Linked DNA regions of Urocitellus parryii: region 2 is linked to region 1. The links are chromatin contacts, called in public Hi-C maps. All regions are on one chromosome and are shown on one strand. Each heading gives the region's core, a stretch centred on a gene start, on an enhancer-like site or on the middle of the called end of the contact. The rest is flanking DNA. Distances are from core to core; before and after follow the strand shown.

The links. Hi-C and Micro-C count contacts between places; a contact is called where the count stands out from the background.
Region 2: a contact with region 1 is called in a Hi-C map of liver, with 5 times the contacts expected there. The contact joins the promoter of Mmp11 here to the promoter of LOC113199544 in region 1. A contact is called at or near these places in 2 of 2 Hi-C or Micro-C datasets (liver and muscle).

What each region holds. Positions count from the first base shown.
Region 1 is chr3:154,507,792-154,514,730 of mUroPar1.hap1, reverse strand. LOC113199544 (D-dopachrome decarboxylase-like) reads left to right here and starts at 4,090. Exons shown (of 3, transcript XM_026412553.2): 1 at 4,090-4,197; 2 at 4,528-4,703; 3 at 6,856-6,928. The coding sequence starts at 4,090. The coding sequence ends at 6,928.
Region 2 is chr3:154,747,113-154,753,406 of mUroPar1.hap1, reverse strand. Mmp11 (matrix metallopeptidase 11) reads left to right here and starts at 4,929. Exons shown (of 8, transcript XM_026381246.2): 1 at 4,929-5,059. The coding sequence starts at 4,949. It overlaps Chchd10 (coiled-coil-helix-coiled-coil-helix domain containing 10), which reads right to left and starts at 1,407. Exons shown (of 4, transcript XM_026381248.2): 1 at 1,264-1,407; 2 at 772-1,003. The coding sequence starts at 1,304.

The DNA of each region.
Region 1 (6,939 bases), core at 2,841-5,340:
AGAATCAAACTAGGAGGACATAAGGAGACATTCGATTAATGTTTGTTAGATTTTTAGGGTATGGAAGGACTTTCTAAGTCTAGGCACAATTTAAGAACAAATAAAATTCTGATAGACTTTATAGTCAATGAAATTGTATGTAAGGAAAAAAAGGTTAAATGGAAAACACTACTACTAATGTTATTAAAGTTAGGTTAGAAATAAGTAATCTTTAACATGCTCTTAGAAACTCATCACAAAAAATATGAAATTTGGAAAAATAAGGGACTCAGAATAGTCAAAGCAATCTTTAGCAAGAAGAGTGAAGCAGGAGTCATTACAATACCAGATTTTAAACTGTGCTACAGAGCCATAGTAACAAAAATGGCATTGTTTTGGCATCAAAATAGACATGAAGACCAATGGTACAGAATAGAAGACACAGAGACAAACCCACATAAAACCAGTTATGTTAGACAAAAATAGTCAAAAATACACATTGGAGAAAAGAGCCTACTCAACAAATGGTGCTGGTAAAACTGGAAATCCATATTAGCAAAATGAAATTAAACCTCTATCTCTTACCCTGCATAAAAATCAACTCAAAGTGTATCAAAGACTTAGGCACTAGAACAGAGACCCTGTGCCTAATTGAAGAAAGAGTAGGCCCAAATCTTCACCATGTCAACTTAGGACCTGACTTCCTTAACAAGACTTTTAAAGCACAAGAAGTAAAATGAAGAATTAATAAATTCAAACTAAAAAGCTTCTTTACAGCAAAGGAAACAAGAGTGTAACATTAAAGCATTACATATGTGTGCTGCTGCTGAATTTTCCAGGTAAACCAAACCCATCCAGAAGATAGTCTTCTCTAGATATTCCATGAAGGGTGTGCAAAGGTCATGGCAGGCACACATAGGGAAGATCTTTAATATTATTTGTTTGAGCCCTTTAAAGAGCGTGAAGAGAGAGCCTACAGAATGGGAGAAAATCTTTGCCACCTGCTCCTCAGATAGAGCATTAATATCCAGGATATACAAAGAACTCAAAAAACTTAACACCAAACCAAACAAACAACAATGGGCAAAGGAACTAAACACTTTTTCAAAAGAAGAACTATGAAAGGTCAACAAGTATATGAAAAAATGTTCAATATCTCTAGCAACTAGATAAATGCAAATTAAAATTACAATGATATTTCATCTAACACTAGTTAGAATAGCAATTATCAAGAATATAAGTAGCAATAAATGTTGGTGAGGATGTGGGGAAAAGGGCACATTCATCCATTGTTGGTGGGACTGAAAATTGGTGCAGCCACTCTGGAAAGCAGTATGGAGACTTGGAGACTAGAGATGCCTCAAAAATCTCAGAGTGGAACCACCATTTCACCCAGTTATCCCATTTCTCAATATATATCCAAATGATTTTAAATCAGCATGCTGCAGGGACACAAACATATCAATGTTTACAGCAGCACAATTCACAAGAGCTAAGCTATGGAGCCAACCTTGGTGACTTTCGACAGATGAACGGATAAAGAAAATGTGGTATATATATCACAATTAGGTTGACCATAAAGAATAACTTTATGACATTTGGTGGTAAATGGGTGGTTCAGGAGACTATCATGCTAAGTGAAAGAAGCCAATCCCCCCAAACCAAAAGTCAAACATTTTCTCTGACATGTGGAAGCTGACCCACAATAAGTTGGGAGGGGACGGAGAATAGAAGTTCAGTGGAGTAGACATGTGGAGTGAATGGAACAGAAGGGAATGTGTAAAGGAAAGACAGTGGAGTGCATCTGACATAACTTTCCTATGTACATATATGAATATACCACAGTGACTCTCACCATCGTGTACATTCACAAGAAATTAATTTAAAAAAAATAATTATGGGTAAATAATAGAAAAATCAATGAGGGAAAGGGAGTAGGGGTAGAGGAGGGAAGGGAAAGGAAAGGTACTAGGGACTGACTGAATTAGAATAAAATATATTCCATGTTTTTATAATTATGTCAAAATCAACTCTATCATTGTATAACTAAAGAAAATACATGCATTAAAATTTAAAAAGGGACAACAAAAAATTGGAGAAACATAGGCCAAGGAATACAGTAAGGGTTTGCTTGAAGAGGAAATTGGCCATAAATAGATGCAAACAGGTTTACCCTCAGTCACCAGCAAGTAAGTACCCATGAGTCCAAGATGCACATACCACTTTTACCATGTGCATATATTTTTGAAATCCGTATTTTTAGCATTTCCTTAGTTCATGGCACATTGTGGGCCCTGTGTGTATGAGGGAACATGACACGAGCATGCTTATACCCTATTGCAGATAGGATACCACCTTTCTGGAGGACCATTTGACATTAAGTAGATTTCCTCACTGCCCCTAAAATATAAGTCATTGCACTTAGCACTGAAAATCTTCCCCTATTCCTAAAAGCCTCCCTGACTCATAACTGCATTCATTTCAGAGGCCTGTCTCATGCTGTTTCCTCCCCACCTTCTCTGTCAGATATCATCCTGTTCTTTTGGCATTTGGCACCATGTTGCTTCTCCAGAGAGACATCCCTCACCTCCCTATCCCCAGGCAAGGACAGCTAACTCTCTGAGGTCTTCAGCTCCAATGTTTCCCTCCTTCAGTCCTGGCAGGGAGCAAGCTTCTTGCCCCCTAGGCTATAGCACGTGCCACAAGTATTGGTTGACCCTGCATAGAGATGTCTGATCAGGGATGGCCTTGATCTCTTAGGTCTCTGGCTTTCTGAGGAGTCATTATCTGTTTTCCATAGGCAGGTTGCAAGGCTGTTTCATGAACTTCCTTGCAGGGAGGGAAGTCCCTGGTTTTGGAAGTCCTGTTCATGGCCCTGAAGGTACTGCTAAGCAGACTTGCTTTCTCTTGCCTACTCCTAATCCTGACCATTGTCTTCTCTGTTTTCAACTCTGGATCCAAGACTTGTCACCTGTTCTTGCCATTTCCTCCAGATTGTCATATACCTAACTGACTTATATCCCAGACCCTCTGATAATCTGGTGTCTAATAAACTGTTGAAGGGACAGGAAAGGTCAAGACAGAGGCCCACCCCATCCCCGGACTTTCCATGGAGAGTACTTTATTATGCACACTTATATAGTAATTTATATGCATAATTGAAATTGCAACTATACACCCACATAATTTTAATTGTATTTGAAATTTCCTATTAAAATTACTTTCCAACACTGATAATCATTTTGAACCAACCCACTGATTTGAGTTATAATATCTATCCTTTGCTACCCCCTAGTGGAATGTGGCTCAGCATTAGGAGTAAGAGTCTATAAAAGGCAGATGTCTATGGGGACCAGGCAGGGATGGTATAACCTAGTTTCTTTCCCAGCCCCATCGCACCTGCTTGTGTCACCTTGTCTCAGATTTCCATACTGAATGTGAAGATATGTGACTTTGAAAAGGTAACAACTCGTTTTAAAAAAATGTCAAACCTCCGTGACACTGGAGATTATGGTCAACTTATGATAGATCTCTACAGGTAGGGGTGTGTGTGTGTGTGTGTGTGTGTGTGTGTGTGTGTGTGTTTTAGTTTTTTAGTTGTAGTTGAACACAATATCTATTTATTTTTATGTGGTGCTGGGGATCGAACCCAGGGCCTCGCACGTGCTAGGGGAGCACTCTACCGCTGAGCCACAACCCCGCGGTCTGTGTGTGTGTGTGTGTGTGTGTGTGTGTGTGTTTTGAGACCCCTCTCTAAGTACAGGGTTAGGAACCGTGATCCTATGCACCTGAACCGGAAAGTCCCAGGAAAGAGAAAACCACCATCAGCCTGTGGCAGCAGGTGGGCGTGTCCTTGACGTAGCTGGAGTTCTTGCAGCGTGCTGGGCTACCTGACTTACAGGAATCAACCTGCTCACCTGTATGTGTCGGCTGAGACAGGAATTTAAGTAGAATGGGCAGCCAATCCGGGATCGATGAATCTCTGGCCAGCCAACGATGAGCCTAGTTGCTGTGACGCCTCGTCCCTGCTCTCTATTTTATTTACCCTGGAGAAGTTCGAACTCCACTCAGCGCATCTTTCCGCCTCTTGATCTCCTTCTCCTGAGGAACATGCCCACGATTGAGCTGGACACCAACTTGCCGTTCAATCGCGTGCCCGTGGGTCTGGAGAAGCGGCTCTGCGCGACCGCTGCCACCATTCTGGGCAAACCTGAGAACGTGAGCGAGGGTTGGAGCAGGTTCGAGGGAAGGTTGGCAGACTAGGGGTCAGGGTCTGTCCACTCTTCGCCTCCTCACAGTGATTACGACTCTTCTCCTCAGGGACCCTTCATTGCCTGCCAACCTCTGACCTACCATGCCCATGAACCCGTGGGTCCCTCTTCTCATTGTCGCTTTTTTCCTTCTTTGTTCCTTACCCCGACAAGAATCCAGGCCCTTGCCTAGAGTACTAACCCCAAACACTCTCCGCATCTCGGCTTTCGAACGCCCAGGTCCCCAGCTCTAGTCCAGTTGCCTCAGATTCAGGTGAAACTTCCGTGTCCCCTGTAGCGTGTGAACGTGACGGTGCGAGCCGGTCTTACCATGGCGCTGTGTGGATCTACAGAGCCCTGTGCCCAGCTGATTGTCTCCTCCATTGGCGTGGTGGGCACTGCAGAGGAGAACCGCGGCCACAGCGCCAGTTTCTTCGAGTTCCTTACCAAGGAGCTGGCCCTAGGCCAGGACAGGTGTGTTGTGGTAATGAAAGAACCCATTTAGAACTGCTTGCAACCTGAGGCAGTGATAGGGGCCCTGCATAAAGAGGGGGGAAATTACATTCCTTGCCTTGCCCAGGAGTCCTGAGCCTCTTCACCCCTCCTTCCTGTTGGTGGGTCTGTGTTCACCGTGATGGTAAGATGGGATGAATTTCTGGGTATGCAGTGGTTCTTGCTGTTGATCAATCAAATTCAGAAATTGTTAAAAAAAAAATGTTATTTGTAATCCTAAGAATTGAAACTGGGAAGACAGCTTTGAACCAGTTTTCTGAGGCAGGCAGGGAAAGTTGAATTTTATATGGGCAAGCTATGTTCCATGTTTACAGAGCAGTAAAAATTCCTTTGTAGGAATCTTCTTTGAGAGAGAACAGGTATGTCTGAATAGTTAGAAGATAAAGAAAGAAAATGCATATTTAGTAAAAAATATCCATAAAATGAATCCAATAATCTCTTTTTTTAAAATTTATTTTTCAGTTGTAGTGGGACACAATACCTTTATTTATTTATTTTTATGTGGTGCTGAGGATCGAACCCAGGGCCTCGATGAGCTATAACCCCAGCCCCCCCAATAATCTCTTAATATGCATTTTAAATCTCTGGACACAGTGGAATTTTCCTGTGGTTCAGGGTTCAGATCATTTCAGATATCCACAATCAAAGGGTGGAGGCAACCTAACTTCCAATTTTTGATAATGACTTCAAAAGTACACAAGTCCTGCTTCCTTTAATGAACTACTGAAACCATTTTGGAAAGCTCTTGTTGTTCATTACATTGTGCTTTATTTTCACACTGTGAGACCTCAGAAGGCATGGATGCTAGGACCACAGTGTTTCCATCTGTCCACTTGGAAGTCTTTTAACTACTCCTTAGGAGGCACTGCAACGGTCATTGAGATGGCCTATACCCTGCACCTGCCTTGGCACCAGGCAAAGTAGGAGGACATTATTACCTTGAAGAAGTCAGGGAGTCTGATTCTCTTAGAAAAAAAGTATTTTCTAGGCTGATCAGAAGAAAATCTGGGTATGTCCTAAGACTATGGAACATCAGCCCCACCAGGTCCCAAGTAAAATTGGGGGAGGTGTGATAGAGTAGTGAAAAGAGCACTGATCTAGATGTCTAGACACCCTGTTTTGGGTCCCTCAAAGGTGAGGGATCCAAGACAAAACTGGAAATGAACCATCTCCACTTTCTAGCCTCCTCTTCTGTGAGCAGAAAGGGGAAGGTTAAATGACCTTTCTTCCCCACAAGAAGGCCCTACCACCCAAACCTGGAACACTGTGATAAGGTTAAGATTTCCTGCTGAGTGAAAAATATTCCCAAGCCAAGTCTATGTCTGTGAGGAACTAAGGGCATGAGAAACTTGAAAGGACCTTCCAAAATGAAGCCCTTGTTGACTCAGGGAGGCTGGTGAGGAACAGCTGCTCCTGGTGGGTGTTTAAATTCTCAAACTGGGGAGAGAGAATAACTCTAACAATAAATTATGCATTAATGCCTACCGTGTGCCAGGAACTCAACACATATGATCCCATTTCATCTGTACAAGCCCTGACCCCTTAGTGAAGACCTGCCATCCCATGAGATAGATGACTGCATTTTGCTGACTTGGCAGATGGGGAAACTGAGGCTGTCACCTGCTGCCAACCACCCATCCCCTGTCAACCTGTCTCCATCCCTGATGCTGTTCACCAAGAATTTCCTGTCATCTCTGTGAAAGGGGCACATTCAGTTATTCCACAGACTTTATGGTCACCCTGTGCCTGACCCTGAGTCAGACTTTGAGAAAAGAGAAGTGCCTGATGCCTTGAGCATACCCCATGCAGCCTGCATTTAGGAGGGAAGACTGTCCCTCTGAGCCCACAGACTGGCAGACTCAAATGAGCACATAGCATACCCACTAAGGCCATGGTATTGTGTCTCTCTTGGGTGGGCCATGCTGATGTGCAGCCATCGTCTTGTACTTGATAGTCCCATTATCCTGTTTGAGACCAGGAGAAGATCATTAACTTGGATGAGCAGGCTGGTAAATACTTCATGGACTGATGAGGGAGCACCTGGTAGGTGTCTTGCAAAGTGAATTTTTTTTTTTTGCCAAGAAGCTGACATCCTTTTCTCTGTTTCCCAAAGGATAATTATCCGCTTTTACCCCTTGGAGCCCTGGCAAATTGGCAAGGATGGGACAGTTGTGACATTTTTATGATTGGTACTAAG
Region 2 (6,294 bases), core at 3,680-6,179, 240 kb before region 1:
TAGAGATAGGTTCCAAAGCTGGGGGCTGCCTGCCTCTTCCCATATCCTGTCTTGCTGCCTCAAAGATCCCAGGTCTGACCTGCCCCTGTCTAACCTCAGCTGAGCTGCTACATCCATGAAACAGCAAGCCAGCCACCCTCTTCAATGTCATTAAACTGATGCACACAGGGTTTCCTTGCTGCCTCACATTGGGCATGCTGGGGAGGAGCAAGGGAGGGAGGAGGAAAAGATTCTAGAATCTTTTATGTACTCTGAAAATAGCCCCACCTCCTGGCTCAGCCAAACTGATCCTTATGACCCTTGACCTAACTGCTAAGCGGCATTTGGATTTGGCTCAGGACTGGTAAGGCCTCAGTGGGGAACAGGCCATCAGAGACCAGGAGCCATGACCACAGGCTGACCTTCACATTGGGCCTAGCAGCTACAATACTGAATTGGTAAGGAGAACAAGGGCTTGGTAAATTCAATATCCCTTGTCACTCTACTAGGGTTAGGTGAATTTGGGTAAATCTCTGAGTCCCACTGAACCTGGGTTTCCCATTTTTAAAGGGCTGGTTGGTATCAGTCCCTAAGAGTCCAGGGACCTTGCCCTCAAAGAGGGACAGAGCCTGCCAATGAAGTGACAGTGAGCTCAACAGCAGAGTGAGGAATAGGACCCTCCTTAGTCAAAGTCCTAGGCCTGAGGCAACTCTGTATACATCCACTGGACATTCTTCCCTATGTGGCCTTGAGAGAATCCTGCCTCAGTTTCTCTTGGGTCCTGCTGCTTACCTGCTGGGCAGCAGGCTGGGCAGCAGGCTGGGCAGGCTCTGAGCTTCCTCCACTGAAAGCTCCAGTCAGGGCACTGCCCATGACATGTCCCACGGCGGAGCCCACGGCTACCCCAGCGGCCATGGATGCCATCTGTGTCATGAGACCTGGCTGGCCCGAGGGGGCAGGATTCGGGGCTGCTGCTGAGGGCGGTGGGTGTGCAGGTGGATGGGCAGAAGGTGCCGCTGGGCGACTGCAGGGATAGGAGGAAGCAGGGTTAATCCTTGCTGGATCCTAGGCCAGGGTTCTCAGGACCCTGTAGCTCCTGCAAACGACTGCCTTTACTCCCGGAAAACCAGGAGGGCGACCCCCGAATTAGATACTTGACTGCTGCCCCCAGACCCTCCCCCCACCAAGATGGCGCAGTAACAACAAAGGTCACTACGGACGCCCTTGATAGAGTGCCCGCACTTTCCCAGCCTCCTCCCCATGGGGTCCCTGTCCTTTTCACACCTGGCTGGCCGGGCGGCCGCGCTTCGGCTCCCACGTGGCATGGTGGCTGTGGGGGGACTTGAATGAGCTGAGTCAGAGACCGCTTCGTCCCCCGGACGAACGCAGCAGCGCTAGTCACTAGGGGCTAAAGGAGGAGTCTAGGGCGGAGTCTTAGGGACACGCCCCCAGCTGAAAGAGGAGCTTTTCTCAAGCCAGGCCCTCTTTGGTGGCACCAAAGATCTGTCTCACCTGGAAAGGAGAGGCTGCTCCCTCCCTGCTCCTGATCCCAGTTATGAAAGCTGTAGGAACTCAAGCCAAAGTCGCAAACCACCAAGGGCTTAAGCAGGGCGACAGGGCCAGGGAGGGATGGCTCACGCCTGTAATCCCAGCGACTCGCGAGGCTGAGGATCGCAAGTTCCCGGCCAGTCTCAGCAACTTACGGCCGGGCAGTAAGCAACTTAGCGAGACCCTATTTCAAAATTAAAAAAATAAAAAAATGTCTGGAGTTGTATGTAGCTCAGTGGTAAAGCGCCCCTGGATTCAATCCCCGGTACCAAAATCCAAAAAAATACTGCGGAGAGCAGGGAATGAAGTTGGGGTTGTGAAATAGGACGCGAACTCTTCTAGTTCTGGCTGAATTCCCTGTCCCTGCTCACCGTACAAGGTTGGCTGACCGTCACGTGGCCTCGGGGTTAGGAGTGGAGTTAAGCCGAGGACTACAGAAATCTGTCCCCAGAACTCCCACTAGGGGGCGTACCGACACTTTTTGATTCTTCCAGCGCCCGGAACCTCGAGCAGTGTTGTCCTCGCACTCACCCACCCCGCCCGTCCGGGTGCTAGGAGGCTCTGCTACGCGACTGTTAATCCCGGCTGGTCCCCTGGGATCTTGACCCCACCGCTTCAGTGCCAGACACTGATAGCATTCACACGACATTCAAGTAATGTGTCCGTCCTAAAGGCTGTGACCAGAGTGCAAAGACATGTTTACCTGGCTAAGGATCAAACCAAGTACACGAATTATGAATGTTTAATTTTGAAAATTATATATTTTCATATGTATCAGAAAATGTATTGATTCAATTCATGAATTCAATTCAAATACAGATGTTGGAATCCTGAGATCTAAAGATTTTAGCACCTTGGTTTCAGGCCAAGGTGAAGCCAGAGGCGTGGATTTAGAAGGCTTTCCAACCCATCAGGAACTCAAGGTTTTTATGGTCTTTCCTCGGTGACTTTGCTGTGGTCATATTATGACCCTTAGTTGGAGGCAGGGAGAACCCTGAATTCTTTCCCCTCCCTTTTCATTGTCTGGTGTGCCAGCAGAGGCGATCTGAAATCAGGAAATCACCAAGAACAAAAGCATCCAGGAGATGGATGAAGAGCAGAGATCCCTCTATGAATAAGAGGGACCAGGGGCAAAGACAAACAGCTAGCTGAGTTGGATCTAGCCCTACCTGGTCCCACTCAGCTAAATGCAGGCGGAGCTGTTCCCAGCCACACATACTGTATGTGAAAGTCATGCAGGTTCCTATGTTCTTACATTTACTTCCTTCAACCATCCTCTGCAGCAGAGCCCTCCCCTGCCAGGTCTTCAGTTTTCTTCTCTCTGAAATAAAAGTTACCATCTACCTCCAGGGTGGGCTTCCCACTAAGATGAGCATGGCACTCAAGGCCATTTCAAGGTAGTTACACAAATGAATGTTTAATTTTGAAAATTATGTATTTTCATGTGTATCAGAAAATGTATTGATTCAATTCATGAATTCTTGAATTGCTGACACTGAAACAAGCATTGAAATGTCTACCTCTAAAAAGTAAGTCACTTTCTAAGTAAAATGAGCCAGACTCCAAAAATCAAGGGTCTAATGTTTTTTTCTCATATGCAAAAGGTGGAGTACATGGAGTGGGGAGAGGATGTTGAACATCATAAAGATATAAGGAAGATCAATGGAATAGAAGAAGAAAATAGAGGAGGAGGAGGGATGGGAAAAGGCAGGAAATGCAGAATGAATTTTACAAAATTATGTACATGTATAAATATACCACAGTGAATTCCACCTTTATATTTATCTATAAAGCACCAATCAAAAATAAACAAATGAGCTGGGTGTGGAGGTGCATACCTGTAATCCCAGTGTCTCTGGAGGCTGAGGCTGAAGGGTCATGAATTTGAAGTCAGCCTCAGCAAAAGCAAGGCACTAAGCAACTCAGTGAGACCCTGTCTCTTAATAGAGTACGAAATAGGGCTGGGGACATGGCTCAGTGGTCCAGTGCCCCTGAGTTCAATCCTCGGTACCTCAAAAAAGTTAAAAAAAAAAAAAATGAATGAGTGAAAGGAAGACCAGTAGAGGGGAAGGGAGGAGGGCAAGGAGGTACCAGGAACTGAAATGAGTAAACCAAATTTCATGCTTATATGATTTTTGTCAAAATTAACCCAACTATTATGTATAACTATATGCACTAATAAAAAATTAAATTAAAAAGTGAATCACTTTAAAGGAAAAGATTGGCGGTCTAGGTAGTTAACTCTCATTTCTGTCTTACCCCTACTCCCCCTCTAGGGGTCTCTGTGGAGTCTTTCTAGAGAAGCTGTGAAGTGCATCCCACCCCCATTTCTTGGTCCAAGCTTATATTCCATCACCTTGCAGCAGCTCAGGGCCCTGCCTGACGGGATGGGAGGAAGCCACTGCCTGCATCTGGACTCTGCAGGGTTGCCCATGATGGGGAAGACTACCTGTTGCAGTGGGGAGGCCCTTCTTCATTACAGGGCAGGAGTGGGCACCCTCTTGCAACTGAGGATGAGACCTGAGGATCCCTTCCAGCATGTGGACGTTACCCCATCCTTTGATTCTTACCTTTTCTCCTGAAACGGCTGAAATGGCTGGCTCTGAGGTTTACAGGGACTTGTTGAGCCCTAACCAGCAGACAGCCCAGGACCCCAGTCACCTACTCAGATACCCTCTTATAGCCTTCTTACAGCTTACTCTCCCCAGCTGACCAGCTAGAGAGTCTCCTGACCCTCCACTCGCCTTCTGGCATAGAAAAGTCTGGCCCTTCCCTCTCAGAGCCTCAGTTACCTCATCTATAAATTATCTCTGATCTGTTCCAAGGTGAGGGACTGGCCAGTCTCTGCCATATGCCTGTTTCTCCTGGGACACTTTTTAATAGCCCTTTCTTCACAGTAGCTATTGTGCCATCTTCTAGAAGGAAGGGGGTGGAGATGTCTCTAAGGGATAGGAGAATTTGCCCATGGGCAAGAACACCTGTCACAGACAGGTTAGAGGTTATGCCACCATTGAGACTCCGCCTAATGATAGTCTTTAAAGGTGGGGGTAAGGCTTGGGAGGAGTGAATCTCAACTCTCTCAGACTCTTTATTAGGTCTGAGGCTCTGGACGCCCTGTCCCACACAGCAAGGTCCCACACAGCCCAGAGCAGCACTGGCTGGCCAGGGTTACCCAGCACCAGACTTCCGAGGGCTGGAGCTGGGGCCGCTCCAGAACAGGACTTTAGTCTCCAGGCTCCGATCCCTGCCGGTCTAGCCCCTCCGGATCTACCTCCCCCACCCAGGCTGCTGCGACAGGGAAAGTTTAGAACAAAAGGCAGCGGGGGGCGGGGCCGGGGCTGGGGCGGACTCGAGGGCGGGACAGAGGCTATAAGGGGCGGTGGCCCGGCGCGGCCCAGCAGGCCCAGCAGCCCCGGGGCGGATGGCACGGGCCGCCGGGTACCGAGGCGCGGACCCACGCGCGCTCCTGTTCCCGCTACTGCTGCTGCTGCTGCTTTTGCCGCCGCCGCTGCTGGCCCGGGCCAAGCCGCTGGTGAGTGCCCGTCACCGGCCTGCTGCTCATCCCCAAGGGAAGACCAGGCACGCGATGGGCTCACCGGCAGAGCTGGACTCATGGGGACGCCCTGGGTGGGCTGGCGCAGCCGGTACCTGAAATGCCTTCTGGGTCTCCGTGGGTATAATAATGAGCTTCACGTCCCTAGAGGTATGCAAGTGGAACCTGCGCCGGGATCGCTCAGGCTGGTGGGGCGGGAGTCGGCGCTGGACTCACGCCCCCTCCCAGCTTGGCGACCTGCTCCCAGCCGCAAATGCTGGGGTGTGTGTTGGGAGAGCAGCAAAGGGAGTGGTTACAGGGCCCCCTATTCATTCCAGGGACAAAGCCAGCAGGTCTCAGGCAGTTGTCAGCTTCCAGGTGTGTGGCCACTGAAAGCCGGCCTGCAGGTGTGCAGTGGAAAGAAGATACTGAAAGAGTTGGGGAGGGGAGAGACTTCTCTGGGGAAAATGGAGTGTGAGCCTGGAGAAGATGCCTCCCTCTGGTCACCTGCATGAGGCAGGTTTGGGAGAATTAGAAGTGACAGCGTGGGTGATCTTTCAATGGGGGTCAGAAAGAAAGGGGTACCATGAGAGATTGAGATCCTCAGAGAGTAATGGATGGGGAGAAAAAGGAAAAGTATGAAATATGTGTTTGGGAGAGAAGAAAATCCAGGTAAGAGAACAAAGCTGTGTAAAGAAAGTGGTGGTGGTGGTGTGTGTGTGGGGGGGGGGGGGGACAGGCAGGGCTTAGAGCCAGAGTCTGGACCACTTCAGACCCACAGGGCCCTAGGTATCTGGTGTACTGGCTGGGCAGCTGAGGCATCCAGATAGCTTGGCCAGAGATAAGAGCAGGAGGATGTGACAGGCAGGCATCCTGGGATTTAAGGCTTTGTCCAGCCACACTGGCTTTGCCTGGGCCAGTCTTGCCTGGTTCTGGCTATGAGAGTGGAAGGGCATGGAAAGATGGGGTACAATGGGTAGAGGGTAGATCTGTCTGGAGATCTTGCATCTTCCCCAGCCCTCCTCCGTCCCCTGGGTAGCAACTGAACCTATGGGTTCAAGAATTGGAGAGATTTGAACCATGTGATCCTGAGTCCTCTTCCCCTTCAGAACCTCACCCGCTCCATCTGTAATGGGGAAGGGGGTAGGAGGGGTAATAGTGCCTACTATTGAGGATTAAATGAGGTAATGTCAGGCACACTGAAGCCACTCTTGTCACCTGTAACTGTCACTGTG